Regions from separate parts of the Mus musculus genome. Here regions 1 and 2 are each linked to region 3. A link is a contact called in public HiChIP or PLAC-seq and promoter capture Hi-C data. All regions are on one chromosome and are shown on one strand. The core of a region is the stretch at or near the end of the contact, and the rest is flanking DNA. Distances in the headings are between cores, read along the strand shown.

Region 1 (3,207 bases), core at 56-2,555, 180 kb after region 3:
CCTGCATAAACATATGTGTGAGTTCAGTGTCTGCAATTCGTGACTGGCTCCCACCTGGCCAGCGTCGCCACACTGAATCTACCCATACACTTATGTCCGAGTCACTGTGTGCCTGGCTGGGTGCTGTCTTTGCTGTCTCATTGGGGTGTGACAAATTAAATGGATGTTTGCTCATTTCATGTTTGTGTGAGTATATTCACACAAACATGAAATGAGTAAAATAAATGAGCATATATATATGCTTTAACAGGTGCTTAAAAATATATACTTACCCCGGGCGGTGGTGGCGCATGCCTTTAATCCCAGCACTTGGGAGGCAGAGGCAGGTGGATTTCTGAATTCGAGGCCAGCCTGGTCTACAGAGTGAGTTCCAGGACAGCCAGGGAAGGCTACACAGAGAAACCCTGTCTCGAAAAAACAAAACAAAACAAAACAAAACAAAACAAAAACCAACAAAAAAACCAAAAGAACAAACAAAAAACCCACATCCCTTCTAGGTAGCAGTGGCACATGCCTTTGATCATGCCAGGGAGGCAGAGTAAGGCAGATCTTTGTGAGTTTGAGGACAGTCTGGTCCACAGAGCAAGTTCCAGAACAGCCAGAGCTACAAAGAGAAACCCTGTCTCAAAAACATATATATATATATATATCCACGCTCAGCCATCCCACAGGCCAGTTAAAGTCGAATCGATGTGCATGGGGCCCAAACAACTGTACATCCTCCCGGGAGGGTCTCTAGATACAGCTAATAAGCAGATGAGGTTGAGAGCCGCTAATGAATGAGGACTGGGCCGGGGGGGGGGGGGGGGGGGGGAGAAAACTAACATTTACCCAGCTTCTCCCGTTCATTGATCAACGGGATCATTAAGCTATCTCGTTTAATTCTTTAAAAATTCTGAGGGCTGTTACCGGCTCATGAACACGGAAATAAGTCAGCAAGGTTAGGTAACCTGCCCACAGCCACAGAGCGAGAAACTCAGGATATTTTTTGTACCTCACCTGACTGGAGGGAGGAGCCACCTAAGCAAATGAAAATCAGAGAAGGTGGATTATTTTCCAAGGACTGAGGACAGCCCTGCTGTGTGCAAGCAATGGGTTCGGGGTGGGGGTGGGGGTAGGGGAACACCACACTCTAGCCTCAATAAAACCCAGCTCCTGTCTCTCCTATAAATTCCATAACAACGTCACAAACATGCAACCCTTTGCAAAGGATTTCCTACAAGCTCCCCGCCCCTTCTAAGTAAACCTCCCGGCTTCAGACAAAAGGAAAATTTCCCCTAATGGCTTCTTTGCGGGAGTCCTGCAGGTAAACACTTATGTCTTAGAGAATTCTCTGGAAAGATCAGACTTCCTGCTGTTCTCCTTCAATGCCTCTAGCCTGAAGCATTCCCCTACCAGGGCTGACAGACAACCCCACTTCCACGGCCCACCCCCAGCCCACAGTCCACGGACACCCCCCCCTTGCCCGGCAGGGAGGATGACAGTGGCTGCTTTGAAAATGGCACTTGACGCTTCAACAAGGGGGGAATTCCCTGGAGACTGCTTTCTGCTGCAGAAGGAGACGGGGGTTCCCCTGGAAACAGGATGGGAGGGGGGGCTCCGAAGGTCCCTGGAAAGTGGAGGGGCTTGAAGGATTGCTGGGATTCGGGCATAATTAACATATGTACATTGCAACTGTGAAATCAACAGCCCAGGGGCCTGCTAAGGAAGCTTTTTCATTAGTTGGACTAATAACAGCAAGGGGTGTGTGTGTGTGTGTGTGTGTGTGTGCTGAAACACAGATTTTAAAATTCTAAGAGGCCACTGGGTGCCTGTCAGGCTCAATGCATACTCTGGCTAATGAAGGCAAGAATACAATAAATGATGGATAATGGTGTGTGTTGGGGGGGGGTGTCAACCTGGACGCTGTATTATTTCACATAGAACTGCAGAGTTCTCCAGACAGAGTGGCCTTGGGGAGATGAAGTATGAGCAGCAAAGCCTGCCTGCAGTCTAACTGCTGTGTGCATCCCATTCCATCCTTCCATCCTAGGGGAGCAGGGAGGAGGCCAGGCCCCTCACCATCTCAACCTGGAGCCCGGACACTTCCTCAGAATCACCTGTCCACCACGCTAGTCCATTCGGAACCACTGCTTGGTCTAAGCTCTGGGCTCTGAGACAAGAGAGAGGGTCTCTCCTGTAGCATGTGCACCATGAACCCTAAGCAAGCCCCACACAAGCACAGGGGTCCAAATGCACCTTGGCTGTGCTGAGCCAGGAAATCAGTACATGAAATAGATGCAGAAAAGCTAGAGAACCTTCCCAGGCTACTCCGAGAGGGGTGAGCAATGTCGGGGAGGGGGCTCCCTGACCTCAGGACTGGGATGCCTCCTGGGGAGAGAATCAAAAGCATAAGCCAAAAGACGCCCCGGAAAGAAGAGCAGTTACCCTCTGAAAGGCTTTGTCCCTAGCAACAGACCCAGTGAAGCTTTTCGAGGAAGCCGCTCCCATGAGCTCCCATGACTAAGCCCCGAGAACACCAATTAAGCGGCATTAACTTCAGATCATCCTGACCAGTAGACCCTCAAAGGGAGGCAAGCCTTGAAACTGCTTTGGGGACTGAATTAAGTGGTTCCCAGGGGGCTCCGCTATACAGAAGAATTGGTATTTCTGGGAACAGGTGAGCCCTCATGCTCACGTGTCCTCATCAGAGCTCGTCAGAGCAGACCCTGATCAGCCAAGGGTCTCACCTCACCTCACATAAGGTCCGGGGCAACTGGCCTGTCAGGACAGTGGCTTGGCTACAGGCTGTGGAAGACCCTGGAAAATGCAGGCAGACAGGTGCTAGGAGGGCTCTTCTCTCAGTACCACAAACTCTCCATCTTACACCCCAGTGAGGATTCACTGACCCAGCAGGCCCAGTGTGGGAACAGCTAGCTCTTCACGGTGGCTCGTCCCTGAACAACCCACCTTCAATCCCACCCAGACCTTCAAAAGAAACCCCTACGAACACCTTCCCACTACACGTCAGAGGCAGATTCCTCCCTGCGAGGATGCCAACGTGGGTTTTTCTCTCACAGAAATAATCTCCAGCAGCCCCTTATGCTCACTCTGTTCTGCTTAAGTCCACTGAGTAACATTTGTGTCACCTAAGAAATGGGTAAGGACCCTCGAGGTGGCTAACTGGGAAAGGTGCTTGCTACCAAACCTGGTGACCCACAGGGTAAG
Region 2 (3,358 bases), core at 225-2,724, 170 kb before region 3:
GGGAGGAGGGAGAGGAGGGGAAAGAGGAGGAGTGGGAAGAGGGGAGGATGCAGAGGAGGAGGAGGGAGAGCAGAGAAGAGGAAGAAGTAGGGGAGAGGGAGGAGGACGGGAAGGAGGGGACTAGGAAAGCTTTTTGCTGCCTTAGTGATCCGCAGTGACCTTTTTGGGTGAGAAAATCCCTCCTCTCAGAAATCATGCTGAGTAGCCCTAGAGCTAACCCTGGTCCCCAAGCCCCTGTCCCTTACCAAAACATCTCTCTGCCCTGACCCTGATGAGGAGACCCAGACACCCCACATGAGACCTCATGACCCCCGACCCCTGACCCCCATCCACAAGCTATCTATTCATGTGGCCATCTTGGAATGACCAAGCTCGCTGTCCTCTTCCCTCCTGCACACCCAAGAGACAGCACTCCAGCTGAAGACATGATGCTCTCTCCCTGAGGACCGGTGTTCAGTTCCCAGCACCTATATCAGGCAGCTCACAACTGCCTGTGATTCCGGCTGCAGGGCATCGGATACCCTCTTCAGGCCTCTGGAGCTGGCACAGGACTGAGAGGCAAGAGAGAAGACCTGCACGGACCAGGCCAGGGACAGGGAGATGACAGAATAAGAAGAGGTAGGAAGGAGGCTGGCGACTTCTGGCTGGTTACTGATGGACGCTGCGAAGAGGGACTCTCATTGGAGGAGTTGCCGCCATCAGATCGGCCGCCATCAGATCGGCAAGTCTATAGGGTATTTTCTTGATTAATGATTGATGGAAGAAGGCTCAGCCCACTGTGGGCGGTGCCATTCCTAGGCAGGTGGTCTGAGTCTGTGTAAGAAAGCAGGTTGGGGGCTGGAGAGAAGGCTCAGCGGTTAAGAGTAGTGACTGCTCTTCCAAAGGTCCTGAGTTCAAATCCCAGCAACCGCATGGTGGCTCACAACCATCCTCGTAACAAATCTGACGCCCTCTTCTGGAGTGTCTGAAGATGCAGTGTACTAAATAAATCTTTACAAGAAAGAAAGAAAGAAAGAAAGGAAGGAAGGAAGGAAGGAAGGAAGGAAGGAGACAGCGTGTAGCGATGGGGGAGCAAACCTGCATTGGTTCCTCTCGCCCTGCCTTGACTTTCATGATGAACCTTAAACTGTGAGCTGAAATAACCCTTTTCTCCCCAAGTTGCTTTTGGTCACGGTGTTTTATCACAGCAATGGAAAGCAAACCAGGGCAAACACCCAGAGCCATACTTCTCTGTTACAGTTTTTGCCCAGAGCCAATCCTAAGGTAAGAATAAATAGAGAGGTGTTTTGTGTAAGAACTTTCCAGAGTCTGAATGGGGTGGGGGAGGGGCATGGGGTGGTATGAGTTGCTCCTCCCCATTGAAAGCCAAAGCCATCCTGCAGCCCACAATGGAAGTGAGGGGAACACAGGCTGGGGAGGGGGCGTGGCGGATAGGGGGCGTGGCGTGTAACTCTGCGTCCTGTCAGTGAAGAGCAGCCTGTCAGTGAGGGAGGCACAGGGCGAGGCAGAGATTTTGCAACTGGATGCTGAGAGGCACCGCCTCTGTGGACACCGTCCAGAGCAGGGTGCAGGGAATGCCCCGCTCCTAGGTGCGCTCCGGATGGGTGGAGAGCGCTGAAGAGCCTGTACCTGACAGAAGTCTAGCAAGGGCATGAAGTGAGCAAGGGGTCTGCAGGACCACGCCCCTGCCCATGACTCTAAGGACTGTCTACATTTCATCCAGTACCTGGGGATCCCTATCAGCCCTTCCGGGGTACCTCTCAGCAGAGCTAAACAGGCCCAGGCAGTGGCTGGATGAACCACCCGTGGATGCCTGACTGGGCTGGTAGAGTTGCCACATTCCCTGCTCTTGGCTGGGGGAGAAGGAGATACTGAGCCAAGGCAGACAGGTGTGGGTTCTTCCTCCGCTGGGAGGCCATAGACCCCGAACATGGACGAACAGGTGTTCAAAGGAGACCCAGATACCCCTCATTCCATCTCCTTCTCCGGGAGCGGGTTCCTTTCCTACTACCAGGCTGGGGCCGTGGATGCTCTGCGAGATCTGGCCCCGAGGATGCTGGACACAGCCCATCGCTTTGCAGGGACGTCAGCGGGAGCGGTGATTGCGGCCTTGGTCGTCTGCGGGATTGAGATGGGTAAGACTTTTATTCTGGTGTCTTTGAAGGGGGCTGCTGGAGGGGGCTTCTCAGAACAGACCCTGGACAAGCTTGGAAGTGCACGGGGAGAGAGGCGGGAAAGCCTGGCAGCCAGGGTAGTCCCCCTTCACACACACACACACACACACACACACACACACACACACACACACGTCCTCCGTCCTCCTCCTCCTCCATGGGCGAGGCTTCTTTTAAATTGTAAACACTGCCTCAACTTCCCAGTGAGGAGGAGGGGTTCCCAACATGCAAACCCTGAGTTGAGGAGAAGCTGGTGACAGATGTGGGACACAGTGTGGGAGCTTCAGCTGTGCCCCGGTGGGCCAGAGGCCACAGTGCTGACCCAGGGCTATGAGCAACAGCCTTCTTGGCCCGGCCAACCCCCACCTGCTCGATGCCAGGCTGTAATGTAGAGCCCCTGTGAAGTTCTAGAATGTTCTAGAGAGAAAAGACAGCAAAATTCCGAATGGAGACGTCTCTCGTGTCATGATGGAAGGGATGGGGGTGGGGGGTGTCTGTGAACAAATTGCACCCGGCTGGGGCTAAAGGGGGAAAGGGGACCGTGTTCCAAAGATGTTTGGGGGGGTGGGCCATGTTGAGGAGGAGGCATCTAGGTGGAGACTGCACAAAGTAAGACATTTAGAGAAAGGACATTTCTGGGCCCCGGGGGACAGACCTGGGGGAGGAGGACTGGGGCTGAGGTTGGAGGAAGCAACGGAGGGATCAGGGATCTGGTGACTTGAGACTGTATCAGCCAGCTCCAACCCAGTGCTGATGCACCTGTGGGGTGCCAAGTCTGCCCCCAAACTGAGTCCTAGCCCTGGTATTCAATTCTGTGCACACAAAAGCCAGTTGCTGAGCTCCCTGTCTTCCGGTTTCTGCCCCGTGGTGGCCTGACCTGGGTTTGTCCAAGGAGGAACTTGATGGATAGGAGTGAACTGTTTCATGACTGGGGCACGGAGTGCTGGAAACTGTCAACTGTCTAATTTGGGGGTTTTAAGGACGCCTGACTGCTGGGTTGGAGGGGCCAGAGTAGAAACCAACTAGGGGATGAGTGAGCTCTGAGGTGTCAGTTATTGGATCTAGCCTTGAACTCTCTATGCAGTTGAGGATAACCTGATCCTCCTGCCTCCGCTCTTCCGGGCTAACCTACACTTCATGCCCATGTTTGTGGTACTGGGAATTGAACCTAAGGCTTCGCACAG
Region 3 (3,458 bases), core at 252-2,751:
GATTTATTTATTTATTTATTATATGTAAGTACACTGTAGCTGTCCTCAGACACTCCAGTCTGATCTCGTTACGGATGGTTGTGAGCCACCACGTGGTTGCTGGGATTTGAACTCCTGACCTTCGGAAGAGCAGTCGGGTGCTCTTACCCACTGAGCCATCTCACCAGCCTGGTAGTCATTACTTGTTTGTTTTACAAACCAAAAAATTTTGGAACAGAGAATATCACAAGTCATTTAGATACATCAGATTTTTTGTTGTTTTTCAGAAAGTATCTCAAGAAGTTCTTTCTGGCCTAGAACTCACTAAATGTATGAACATAAAGTTCGACTCCTGTTCCCTTGGGCCAAGAGCTGAGATTATGAGGCAGGGAGGAGAGGAAAAAGACAAAAGGACGTTCAAATGAGCCCCATTACTACTATACTAGGCATGTCTAACCCAGAAAGAAAAAAAAAGATCTAGAAGGAAATGAAGTTTTGCTAGAATCTTCTGAAGGTCACAACAAAAACAGGTTTAACAACTGTAGCCTGCACCACAACTCCCTTAGGGGAACAAAAGCATTAGAGTTGTGTCTGAAAAACTGGTTAATATTTTGACCTTTCTTGGAAGCAGAAACAACTAAGTCTCCCCAATAAATCAGAGTAGCCTGAGGGGGGCCAGGCCGAGGATACGTCTGGGAGCTGGAGGCAAACGATGTGGCTTGTCAAACGAGGGTATTCAGCTATCCTGGGGTCTGTGTGTAGAGGCCCAGGGAGACCCACAGGTCTGGCAGCCAGAGCAAAGCCCTTACAAAGGCCGCAGGTGCCCCTCCTAGCATCTGCATGGCGGAGCTGCGTGCTCAGAGCGTAAAGGCAACCTATGCAAAACCTTGCTCTCCTCCTGGGAAAGTGAGCCCTGTGACCGTTTGTCTTGTTTTTTTTTTTGTTTTTTCATGCAGCCTCATCAAGTCGCATTTGCCGCGCGCGCGGTTTGGGCGAGGCGGGAAAGCGAAAGTTGAGCAAACTTTGCAGGCTCTACCCTGCATCGGGGCGCAGACCGGGCACCGTGGGGTACCAGTTAAGTCGCCCAAGCTCGGTGACCTTGAGAGCGACTATAAGGCTCCTTAGTCTGCGATGGATGCCCCACAACGAGGAAGCAAGCGTCCATGTTTCACTCTGACCCGAGCCCGCGGCTGCAGCCGCCATCGCCCGGGATTAATGGCGGCAGAGTCTGGACAGCTTTATTCGGCTGCAGCCTAGGCGGAAGTGGAGGAGAGGGGGCGTCTGCGCGGCTCGCGGGGATGGCCGGGCCGAGCGCCGCATCTGCGGGACAAGCCGGCACGCGGCGACGAGCTCGCGCCACCGCGCGTACCCCACCCACCTGACGGAACGGCCGGCGCGCGCTCCCAGTAACCGCGGTTTCTCGCAGCGTTTGTAGCGCTTACGTCACAGCCTGCGCCGCCTCTGATTGGGTGATCTGGTCAGGTCATGTGGCAGAGCAGGGTGCTATAAATAGGGCGAGGGGACGGTGGTGGTCCGCCATTTCGTGACGCCGCGAGACCGAGAATCTGTAGGAGCAGAACCAGAGGGAAGCGGGTGGGCCTGTCGGAGCGTTAGGATTTGAGCTTGGGCCTTTTGAACCCAGGATCTCGGTAAGGGACCGGCGAACGGAGGGAGGGAGGTGGAGGGAGGGAGGTGGAGTTCCGCAGACTCGAGGTGGGGCCGGGCGCAATGGCGGCACCAGATTGAGACAAAGGGGCGCCGCCGCCATTTTGTGACTTTCGGTCCCGGGCGGCGGCTGGGGCCCCGGGCAATGTTGAAGATGCTTCCAAGTCTGTAAATCCCGGACTTAATCTTTTGTCCTTTGGAGGAAGGCTCGGAGAGGGATTGCTCCAGGCTGGGGTGTGGCCGGCGTGTGTGTGTGTGTGTGTGTGTGTGTGTGTGTGTGTGGGGTAGATCTCTAAATGAATTCTCCACGTCGCGGCCTTTAGTTTGATGGCGCCTTTTTCTTCCTTGCTCCTGGTTTTCTTGGTATAGTGTCTTGAGGACTTTGTATATATTTTTTAAGACAGGTCTTTTCGTATTTACTGAGCCCCTACAGTCTCATCTTTTTTTTATGCCGACTTGGTGTTTGCTTTAAAAATCTTTTCTAATGAGGCTGCGTTTCTTAATGTAAATCATAGTTCACTTTGAGTTGGGTTTTTCTTTGACCTATTTGCTTTTAACAGGTGTGAAAACCGGGGATGGATGAGTTTCATTTGTCTTTTTGTTTGTTTTTTTAATTTTCGCGGAATGGCTTGGTCGCTCAACTGAGTCTTGGGCACAGGGTGGGGTCACGGCAAAATAGGGTTAAATTTTTTAGTTTGATAATAGTCGGTTTGAACATTATGGTGTATAGTAGGGAAGACACTTAAATGGCTTATTAAGTAGGGTTTTCATTTCGGAAGTGTGAAGTTGAAGACTTACTGAGTGTATGTCCTCAAGGTTGTATGTTGTATGTCCTTTTAGTAAAGATTCTTTTACGCAGGAGTTTAGGGTGCACGGTGCAGGCCACTACATGCCTAGCAGACCTCAACATTTACTTTTATGCACTTTTTACTAAAAGACGGGGGGTCACTAGCAAACTTCATAACTGTCATTCCTCTAGCCTGTTGAGCCACAAGCATGCTTGCCTTCCTAGCTATGATAGTTTTGTTGTGGAACCTTTGTGTGGTTCCAAGATATTTATTTTTGTTTGTTCCTGAGACAGTTCTTGCTGTAAATCAGGCTGGCTGTCTTGGTTTACTCAACTTTTTTAGATCTGGTCTCCAACTCATCATTTCCCTCCTCCTTCAGAGTGCTGGGATCAAAGGTGTGTGTGTGTGCGTGCGCACACCACCTTCCTGATGCACTTAGTTTTTGAGACAGGGTAAGTTATGCTTCAACTTCTGCATTCCTTTTTCTGTAGTGCCGGCCTTCTCAGAATTCCCTGCCTCTCCTTGGGATTTCTTTTAAGTGTCTGGATTTTCCATTTCAAGCATTTCACATGTAGGGAATTGTAATGGCCTTTTCTGGTTTTAGAATGTTTTCAAGACTTTTAAACTTAGTAGTAGACAGTATATTCCTGAATACTGTGTCACATTCTAGATCTCCATCTCCTGGTAGTCATTTAGATTGGCACAGCTTTCACTATTGAGAGCAGTGCTGTAGTGAGGCTTTGACATGTTTTTCATTGTGTCTGTAGTTCTGGGGATTAAGTTTCAGTTGCATGCTAGACAAGCTCCCCACCACTGAACCACATTGAGACTTGAATATATGCTTGGAAAACAAATGGAGCCAGGTGTGGTGACTCACAGTTGTCTTAGTCCTTGAGAGCCAGGCTAGCCTGGCCTATCTACAGTGAGACACTTTTCTTAGAACAATAGCACATGGTTTGGCTGCTTGGAGAATTTTAACTGCTTATTAGAGAAGTGTTTAGAAAAAAGTGGTATTAGTGTTAAGAC

The links. HiChIP or PLAC-seq counts read pairs in DNA pulled down with a chosen protein or histone mark. Capture Hi-C pulls out chosen DNA fragments and counts their contacts.
Region 1: an H3K27ac HiChIP or PLAC-seq map of embryonic stem cells shows a contact between it and region 3, with 9 read pairs. The contact joins the enhancer-like site here to the promoter of Srsf3 in region 3. A contact is called at or near these places in 7 of 115 datasets of contacts at active chromatin or transcription factors (the HPC-7 cell line, the SCID.adh cell line, T-cell acute lymphoblastic leukemia and 3 more) and 2 of 9 other capture datasets (adipose tissue and liver).
Region 2: a contact with region 3 is called in a promoter capture Hi-C map of adipose tissue. The contact joins the promoter of Pnpla1 here to the promoter of Srsf3 in region 3. A contact is called at or near these places in 1 of 484 Hi-C or Micro-C datasets (the N1E-115 cell line), 1 of 115 datasets of contacts at active chromatin or transcription factors (embryonic stem cells) and 2 of 9 other capture datasets (adipose tissue and pancreatic islet).

Annotation. Positions count from the first base shown.
Region 1 is chr17:29,212,301-29,215,507 of GRCm38.p6, forward strand. All of the region lies in intron 3 of Cpne5 (copine V), which reads right to left. Among named protein-coding and RNA genes, the nearest start is that of Cpne5, 24 kb to the right of the region's middle. Within about 2 kb of position 1,306, at least 17 of the 459 cell types and tissues checked have an H3K27ac peak or open chromatin away from gene starts, as enhancers often do. A contact at or near this core is called in embryonic stem cells, where this site is marked.
Region 2 is chr17:28,856,937-28,860,294 of GRCm38.p6, forward strand. It overlaps Pnpla1 (patatin-like phospholipase domain containing 1), which reads left to right and starts at 1,475. Exons shown (of 10, transcript NM_001034885.3): 1 at 1,475-2,135. The coding sequence starts at 1,931.
Region 3 is chr17:29,031,159-29,034,616 of GRCm38.p6, forward strand. Srsf3 (serine and arginine-rich splicing factor 3) reads left to right here and starts at 1,502. Exons shown (of 6, transcript NM_013663.5): 1 at 1,502-1,628. Gm16196 (a long non-coding RNA gene) reads right to left here and starts at 1,465. Exons shown (of 3, transcript XR_876716.2): 1 at 1,358-1,465.